Linked DNA regions of Mus musculus: region 1 is linked to region 2. A link is a contact called in public Hi-C data. All regions are on one chromosome and are shown on one strand. The core of a region is the stretch at or near the end of the contact, and the rest is flanking DNA. Distances in the headings are between cores, read along the strand shown. Region 1 overlaps Rapgef4 (Rap guanine nucleotide exchange factor (GEF) 4). Region 2 holds the start of Rapgef4 (Rap guanine nucleotide exchange factor (GEF) 4).

What was found. Hi-C and Micro-C count contacts between places; a contact is called where the count stands out from the background.
Region 1: a contact with region 2 is called in a Hi-C map of cerebral cortex, with 2.1 times the contacts expected there. The contact joins the enhancer-like site here to the promoter of Rapgef4 in region 2. A contact is called at or near these places in 1 of 39 promoter capture datasets (hippocampal neurons), 19 of 484 Hi-C or Micro-C datasets (the C2C12 cell line, cerebellar granule neurons, cerebellum and 8 more), 5 of 115 datasets of contacts at active chromatin or transcription factors (embryonic stem cells and neural progenitor cells) and 1 of 9 other capture datasets (pancreatic islet).

Annotation. Positions count from the first base shown.
Region 1 is chr2:72,013,471-72,018,235 of GRCm38.p6, reverse strand. All of the region lies in intron 1 of Rapgef4 (Rap guanine nucleotide exchange factor (GEF) 4), which reads right to left. Gm52555 (a long non-coding RNA gene) reads left to right here. Exons shown (of 3, transcript XR_003954040.1): 3 at 1,901-3,007. Among named protein-coding and RNA genes, the nearest start is that of Gm52555, 5.1 kb to the left of the region's middle. Within about 2 kb of position 1,990, at least 17 of the 459 cell types and tissues checked have an H3K27ac peak or open chromatin away from gene starts, as enhancers often do. A contact at or near this core is called in cerebellar granule neurons, cerebellum, cerebral cortex and 1 more, where this site is marked.
Region 2 is chr2:71,979,030-71,983,559 of GRCm38.p6, reverse strand. It overlaps Rapgef4 (Rap guanine nucleotide exchange factor (GEF) 4), which reads right to left and starts at 2,345. Exons shown (of 31, transcript NM_001204165.1): 1 at 2,209-2,345. The coding sequence starts at 2,273.

The DNA of each region.
Region 1 (4,765 bases), core at 741-3,240, 35 kb before region 2:
TCAAAAATAAGGTCAAGCACAATTGAGAAACACACATGAAGTCTGCCTTTGGCCTTTATAAGTTCATGCACACACACACATAACCACACATGCTCATATGCACACACACACACATGTGCACATACACTCATGCACACACAAATGGTACAACTGCTGTCTGAATGTTGGTATGACTCTAAAGTCTTCTGCTGAAATCATAACCTGAAGTGTTAATATTCAGAGATGGGGTCTTGGGGTGGTGATCAAGTCATGAAGCCTCCACCATCATGCATTAAGATGTGTCCTTGTCAAAGATAGCTGAAAGAGTTTGCCTGCCCTTTTCACTGTGAAAGGACACAACAAGAAGAGACCATCTACAAAACAGAAAACAAACCCTCATCAGACGATAAACATGCTGGCCTTGTGTCTTAGATATCTCAACCTTCACAACTATGGGTCACCAATTTCTGGGCATAAGTCACCTAGGTATGTCCCAACTTTTCTTAAGTGATGTCAGGCTCATGGAAAATTACATTTGCATGCCATGGCGGAGTTAACTGAAGCATGCCCTGCTGTTACCTGATGAATCAGGTGACCCCAGAGGCTCTAGAAACCAGACCCTTGGCTATAACAAGGAAATCCTAGAAGTTCTGGCCTAGAGAATACAATAGCTTCCTATGCCTTCTCAAGACCCAAAGGGGCAATTTATGTCCTAAGATGTCAACATTCATTCAGTTTAACAGCCGAATGAATGTTGATTGTTAGCCATCAGATCCTCACACTAGTCCTATGAGGTGCTTATTATCCTTCTTCATATGCCGAAACTGATCTGAGGTGTAGAAGAATTTCCTGGAAACCCCACAGGCACTGGAAACAACCCAAACTGGAGCCCCATCCACTTGGCACCTACTGCTATCATAGTTCTATTCAGGGTCAGTCAGAGGTATGTGACTTTCCCTAGTCAAATGGGGACTGTTTCAAACAACTATTGGTCCATATTTATCTTACATCTAAGCTGGGCAAAAGAGTAGCACCAGCTAGGACAGCCCTGGAGTACTGATCAGTATTGGCTACTGGGCCTCCTCCCTTGGTCAGCCAACACACACAAGAGTCATGCATACTGCCACAGACACCACCAGAATTAACCCCACGTTTCATTAGTCCCACCTTCATAGAAGGGAGTCAGATTATTGCAGTTAGTCATCATTACATTATCCCTTAACTGAATATCTTATTCAGGCTAAGCATAGTTCAGTGAGTGAAGGCACCAAGCCTGACCACCTGCATCAATCTGGGAGCCACATAGCAAAAGGACAGAACTGATTCCTGCAGTGTTTTTAATTTAATGTTTTGAGAATTTCAAGCACGAGTTCTGTATTTATATTGTTACTACCATTCCTTCTGTCTCCTTCCACCATTTCCCCCACTTCCCACTCAAAGTCGTGACCTCTTTGCTATTTTCCTATTATTTTTACACACACACATACACACACACAAAACCTACTGAGTCCATTTAGTATTATTTGCATGAACATGTGTTTAGGGGTGACCATTTGGGGTTAGAAAACTTAAAGTAAATATTCTTAAAAAGCAATTTTTTAAAAGATGGACTCGCTAGAGACTTGGTGATGCATGGTGAGCACCTTTACCTGCAGGTGCTTCGCCCAGTCTCTTGCAAGTCCACGATATTGAAAAATTAAAATTTCCAAGAATGAACCTCCATCCCAAAGCAGTATCCTTATGTGGAGAGGTTTTTTTTTTTCTTTTAACTAAAAGTTGCCAGATACCCTCCAAATTTTAAATTTCAGATGAATAGTAATTTTAACACAAGTATATCCTTTCAATAAAAGGGATGCATTTATACTTTTAATTTCCCACTGATCTGAAATTCCAGTTAATCAGTTGTCTTCATTTTATCCAGGAACCCTGGGCAAGCCTGGTTGTCTCCATCTCTCCTTCTGTTGCTGTCTAGAGCTGCTAGGGTGGTGATGACTCAGACAACTGCCTCAGAGCCGAACCTAGCTCTGCGCCTACCTCTGTTGCCTGTGATCTGCCTGCTGTGCACACACAGGAGTGAGCCAAGGCTCCTTGCTGCCGCGGTAATGCCTCACAGCAACACTGGGAACCTGCTGGCCCAGGCTGACTTTATCCTAAGATAAGTCATCTTGTTACAAGCTCAAAACGAGCTCATTCCTGTTTTGTATAAAACTTGGGTTTTGTCTTAACCTATTTTATGGAATTTGACATGTCCCACACCCTATATTCTGACCTCCACCCTAATAAGATGTTTTGCCAAATAATTTTGAGATGTTCTGCCAAGTTCCCATGTAAACAAAACACCCTTGAAAACATCCTAGCCTTGCAGTTTTAAAGCTAATCTAAACTCCACTTTATCCCGTGTTTGATGCTGTTTTCTCAAACACTGCTTTAGGGAAGTAGCCCTGTCTTACAGAAACTAAGCTTGCTTAATTAGACTAAACGGATTTGAGTAATGGTCTTTACTCTCATTCAGTGGGGTTAACAATTGCAGGGCTATCAAGACCTCAACCCAAGTTCTGAAGCCCTTCACTCTGGGCTTCTGGGACTGGAATATTGCCTCCGAGAGTGCACACTTTGAAGATGTTCCAAGACTCCAAAGGTGGATTTTCAGTTTGGCAGATTGTTAGAGCCAAATGCCACACTAAAAAGAAACCAGCAAGCACGTATCTGAGGAGGTCTCCAAGGTAGCCGCTAGAAGGTGTCTCCTTCTATGACTGTTTCTGGCAGGGTCGTGCCTGGGGGACAGAGAGGTACCCGACAAGGTACTCGAACTCCTCGGGGCACTAGCAAGACTTTGCATTGCCACCTGGGTTTCGGCACCTGGTTCTTGGTTCCCCTATGTTTTGTTCTATGTTTTGTTTGTCATCTGCTCAGGGTTCTAGCAAGAAGTCATTCTGCCCACTTGGTTCTTGGATACTGAGAGCCGAGATGGAAATCAGTCAAGCCTGGTTAAATGTGTGAATGGAGATGCCCACTTCATGTTTTTTTTTTTTTTTTTTTTTTTTTTTGATGGTCTCTTTGGACCATGTGAACATTCTGTGTTCTATACTAACTAGCTTCATTTTTTTTTCTGACTCCATGTTCTTTGATTGCTGGATTCTTTTTCTTTTTCCTTCTTTATTTCCTTCTTTCCTTTCCCCCTCTTGTGTCTGTCTCTTTAAATCTGCTGCCCCAGCCACCTGAAAACTTCCATGCAACATTGTTTTCTCTTCCTGAGTCTGCTACTAGGTGTTGGCTGTGGCACTCAGGAAGATGAGCAGCAGAAAGCACTTAGAATTGGGGTGGGGGTGTCTGCAAAAGTGGGAAGGAATAGACCTGGCAGGAAACACCAGACCAGCACCGTAGCAACTTTTATGGATTGCTATGGCTGCTTTAATAACCAGAACTTGGAATTTCTACCTCTGAGCCTTCTCTGTTCTCAGTTTACTCCCTATAGTCACTGGATTCAATTTTTTGATATGGATTATATTGAAATACTGTTTTATGCTACTCAACTTTATTGAAAAGCTGGTTCGGGAGTTGGGTTATGGCTTCTCCTCTAGACCCAAGCATGGAGAAGTTTGACTCACCTTAATCACCTTAATGACAGGTGAGTCACCTGATTTTGTGACAAGAAGAGAGAGAGTACGCTCACAAAACAAAACAAAATAAAACAGACCATTGATTTTACTTGATCTTCTAAGACTTTTGCTAAAATATAAGTTTTGTCTCAAGATTTATAAATTTATTAGGTATGGTTAAAGATATATAAAGCCTATAACAAGAAGTTAATTTAAAACTTATAACAAAAAGAGTTGACCATTAAAAATCTATAAATGTGTAATTTTAATTTACTACAGCATACTATAATTATGACTTGGATTCAACTTGTGTTTGAAAAAATTGGGAAACAACATTAAAAGACTATAATAACACAATGGAAATGCTATTCAGTGATTAAAAATGAGAAAGTCATGAATTTTGCAGGCAAATGGATGGAACTAGAAAATGTCCTGAGTGAGGTAATCCAGACCCAAAAGGACATGCATGGTATGTACTCACTGATAAGTGAATATTAGCCAACAAGTACAGAATACCTAGGATACAACCTGTAGACTGTAGGAAGTATAACAAACAGAAAGGCCTAAGACAGGATGTTTAAATCCCGCTTAGAAGAGGGAAGAAAGTAATCACAGGAGGCAAAGGGAAGGAGGGAGGGAAGGACTTGGGTGGGTCATGGGAGGGGAAAACGAGAATGGGATCAGGTATGGGGTTGGGCCAGGGGCCAGGAGAGAAGCCCAGAGGACCAAGAGAAAAAATGGAAATATGCAGCCTCAAGGATGGGAGATGAGGGGACCCTCTAGAAAGGACCAGAGACCCTGGAGGTGAGAGACTCATGACTCAATTGGTGTGACCTTAGCCAAAAGGCCCAACAATGGGAGAGGGAACTCAAAGAGTCCTCCTCCAGTAGATAAACAGGGTCTCAAGTGGAGGGACGGGGTTACTAACCCACAGTCAAAATTTCTGACCCAGAACTGTTCCTGTCTAAAAGAACTGCTGACAACAGGAGCCTAGCACGGCTGTCCTCTGACAGGCCCTACCAGCAGCCGACTGAGACAGACACCAGACACTTACACCCAACCATTGGACTGAAGTTGGGAACTCCTACGGTCGAATTAGGGGAAGGATTGAAGAAGCTGAAGGGGAGGGCAACCCCATAGGAAGACCAGCAGTCTCAACTAACCTGGACCCCAGGGAACACCCAGAG
Region 2 (4,530 bases), core at 1,096-3,595:
GTCTGCATTTCCAAAGCACTTTACACATCCTCATTGAAGCATTTATCACTGGACTGCAGTCACAGTTACCTAGCTACCCCACCACCACACCCTCAGCCCCTCCCAGCCCAGAAGCAGCTCTCATTTGTTACACCCCGATGCCCACCACAGAGCCGGGAACAGAAGGCAGCACTGGGAGTTCCCCCAGACAGTTCTCATCCTCACTCCCAGCCTTCATTCTCTCTTTTAAAAATTTAACAGACTACATTCAAAATCGCAACTTCAAAATCGGCCTCTCCTACTGGCTTGCCATGAAACAGCCCCTCCTAAATGGCTCTTCTGAGGAATTCTGGGATCGAGGCCACAGAATAGACAAGAAGGTCTTCACACTGTGGAAATAAAACATATACAGGGTACTTCCTAGCTTCCAAAGCACTAGGAAGCTTTTTCCTCCCTTCTGCTGGGGGTGAGCCAAGGACACTCAGTTTTCAAACTCAGGAAGTAAAAGAGATGAGGTACAAGCTCAGAGCGGGTGGGGGCTCTGAGCCTAAACATCCGCAGCTTATCGATCTGTCCACTCGCCTGCAGGTCAGGAACTTGAGGCTCAAGAAAAGGAGGGCCTTTTTGTAGTGTTTTGTTTGTTTGTTTGTTTTGGGTTTTGTTTGTTTTGTGTGTGTTTTTGTGGGGTTTTTTGGTTTTGTTTCATTTTTGAGGTTTTTTTGCCCACTATGAATAGTGGCATTAAACTGTGGTGCCATGTTCTAGAAATCCATGCCGAATACAATCTTACAAGCAGAAGCACAGGGATAGACGTCCTGGCCACTCCGCTCACACCGCCGCTGCCCCATGACTTCGCCCTAAGTATTCACTGACGAAAGGATCTCCAATGGATTACTGACTGTTTGCTATGCAGCTCTGCAAAGAGAAGTATGTTGCTTACTACCCAAAATTATCACTCACGGGAAGCACTATTTATAGGTTAAGTGCAAGCGCCTGATTATCTCTTGTTTTATAATTCACTTTTCCTAAAGTATTAAATTTAGATTACTGATCACATTAGCAAGCTCTTGGCTTAAATGTGCCTTTAATTCCTCCACAGAATTCTGTATGACTTAACCATCTCTTCAATTGTCTTACTGTTTACTGCATATAATTTCTCTAATATTAGAACATACCATTTTAGTCAGAAATGGGGCAATGCCTGCCAAAAATATTCTTGCTACTGTGTAGTAACTAAAAATCGAGAATGTTTATCACATTAAGTTATTCAAATGAGTTCATTTAGCTCTTTTCAGTTAGTTAATATCTTTCCATCAAAGGCCTACAATAGTGGAACAGGCACAGCCGGCCACTCTTCAGATCCTCAAGTTTGATCCGGTCACAAATCTGTTCATTGAAAAATTTTCAATATGGCAGAGCACAAAATAATTCCCACAAATGCAATTCGGATATCATGCAGATTGCTGAAGGATGTGAATCACTGGCCTTTGGCACCAAACTCTGGGACTCAGAGGCTGGTCACGCTGCAAGGCGTTTGCTTGTTTCTTTCAAAGTTCAGATGCATCACCTTTCTCCTTAGGGTAATAAACTATAATTGCTAACATACTGTGTAATGTTTACTGTTAAATTTGCAATCTGGACAAACAGAAAATTCCACCGACAGAGCCTAGAAACAACTGCAGTGTGTTGTCACCCACGGCACCTTCATCAGAGGCTGGCGAGAGCCAGCACTCTCTGCGGTTTAAATTTCTCTTTAGAGTGAGGGTCTTTTCTGCAGAAGATTAAGACGCCTCCGGTGACCTTCCTAACACAGACCTTGAGAGAGCGCCCGCGGGAAGAGGGCTGTGGATTTCAGCAAGGGACTTGACAGCTCCACTGAGTCCCTAACACTTGGTTTTCCGGAAACAAAAAAGGTGACTGCACCTGCATGAATACCCCCCTTCTCCCCGCCCCTCCTGGAAACTTAAATGACATTCTCCCTGAGGGTCTGGACAGCCTGAAGCTCGCATGTATGTACCCTCCCTGGTCTTAGTGCCCATTGGAAACCACCCACCCACCCACCCATGAATGGAGCGTGGAGTCGCAGCGGGGCGGAAGGGGACCAGGGCAGGCTGGCACCTTGTCCCCCACGGCGCCGCATTCTGTTCCCGGCACGTGGAATGCTCTCCCGCAGGTGGCACCCCACGAGTGGACCCCCGCGACCCAGATCCCGCACCCCACCCCACGTACCTTTTATCCAGGCAGGCGATCCACTCGGCCGAGGACTGAGAGTGTGCAGCGTGCGCAGCGACCATGTTGGGCAGCAGCGCGCGGTGGCCCCGGGCCGCGGCCACCTCCCGCGCGCCTCCCGGCGGGCTCCCGCGGCCTGCGGGGCGGGGACCGAGGGGCGGGCCAGGCGCGAGGCCCGCGCTGCACTGCGGCGCCCGCGTGGGAGCCCAGCCGCCCCGCCCGCCCGCCAGGAGCGGCGACCCCACGACACCTGCGGCAGGTGCCCCGCTCCGCCAGGCCCGCGTCTACCCTCACCTCGGGGGAGGGAAGAAGGGGGAGTTCTGCTGCGATGCCACCCGGTTGCGCGTGGGGAGGGGATGTCAGACTCTATATATTTTTCGTACAGCAAATGCCACTAAAATGGCTGCTGCCTCTCCGTTTCCTTAGAAACCCATTAGTCCTCCTCGGTGGCTGTCAAAACTTGCTAGCTGATCCCAGCTCACCTTTACAGTCTGCTGTTTAAATTGGGATGAGAGAGGGCAGGGCTGGGAAGGCTTGCGATGAGGTGGGGGTGGGGGACATCATGGTCTCTTGATGTGGACCCCAAAGGATAAATGATTCGGAAGGTTGAGGGGCGTTGGGGGCTGGGAAAAACAGAGACAGTCTGAAGCAAAGGACCCAGGAGACCAGAGGATTAAAAGGGGGTGCAAACTGAAGTCACTGGCCTTGAACCTCAGACTTACTTGGACTCCATGTCCCAACCACGACAAAAAGAAGCAATTAAGAATGGGATATCCCTGAGACCCATGCAGAACTAAGGTTTCAGGCCTGGAAGCCAAGTTCCTGGGCACTCCATGAACTTGGGTGGTTAGCCTCTACTCTCCCACAGCCTTCCTCTTCCCAGGTTCAGTGCGGAGGGTGGCCACAGCTGCCTGTCTTCCTGTAGGTGTTCACTGTAAGTGTTATGCCTAGAAGTCGTTCAGTTATACCCTGCCAAAAAATAAAAAAATAAAAAGAAATAAATTTACATGGACCGTTGTTCAGGAATTTGGGGACAAGTTAAATCTGTTGGACTCCTATCAAGCGCTGTTTCGATATTTGTGACATACACTTAGGAATAGGCATGGGTGGAACGGAACAGGGCTTTATCCTCGATCATTTGCTACTGTCCCTACACACACCGCCCATTTAGGGCCGATGCAGGGAGACTGGGGAGCAGGAAACAGCCTGTGCCTTCTGGGATGCTTTGATTCTCTTACAACAACCTTGACCTTAAATCTCTCCAGAAAAATTTTCCATTTCCCCATGTTCAATAGACAGGATCTGGTTTCAGACCCACAACCAAGTGTTTTCAGCAGAAACTCCCTGTTCTGGGCTTGTCCCTCAGCTGAGTTTCATTCCGTTAATCTCTATTATTTACCATAAATATCTCTTAACATATTATACCACATAAAGACTTCCAAAGGTGTCATCTTATATGGTGTGAAGGAGACATGTCTTCTAAATATTTTTTGTTTATAAAGGTATCTGAGCTATTGGGACATTTCAAGGTTACTGAACGCTTGCTCCAAATGCCTCAGAGAATACTTAGAGGTGAGGAGCCAGAGGAATAAAAGACAATATATCACCTGTCATCATTCTCATTTAGTCTGGGGGTCAGTCTGAGAGGCAGGGACAGAGGGACGAGAAGACTCCACAAGGGACACTAAAGAAAAATGGAACAAAATAGTGCAAATTCTATTTTGAGGGAGACTATTAACTAGCAAAGGAGGACACTTAGGGGCTGCTTGTCATGGATAAGGTCTCCAAAAGTCCTCCACATATGCAAAGCATTTTAAGATCTGTCTCATAAAGTGCAAGGCCTTTGTTTGTTTTGTGGGAGCACTGACTTACCTCTAAGGACAAGCAGAATTATTTAACTACTACCTAGAAGGAGCACCAACAACGATTAGATTAGCTCGTTCAGAGCATGTGAGCCTCCATGCACGGCTGGAGGTAGGCGTCAGTGAGTCACCAGGACAGGGAGGACCACAAAGGACCCAGGGTCCAGAGCCACCTCCCTTCCCTTGAACCAGAGCTGGGTGAATTCAAAGTGGTGGTTCTGCCATTTCTGTCAACGGAATGAGAATAAAAGGTCTATCCAAAATGACTTCCCGAGTGATAAGAACTAAGTGGTTATAGATAGTTAATCATATATAAGAATGGGGGAACATTCTTATATATCCCCACATCAGGAATTGAGAGATGTGGGGGAACACCCCTTAGTTACAGTCTTACTGATGATATACAGGTTATGCTCATGGTCCCAAAGGGTTTTGACTGTTATCAAGAAGTACAAGCATA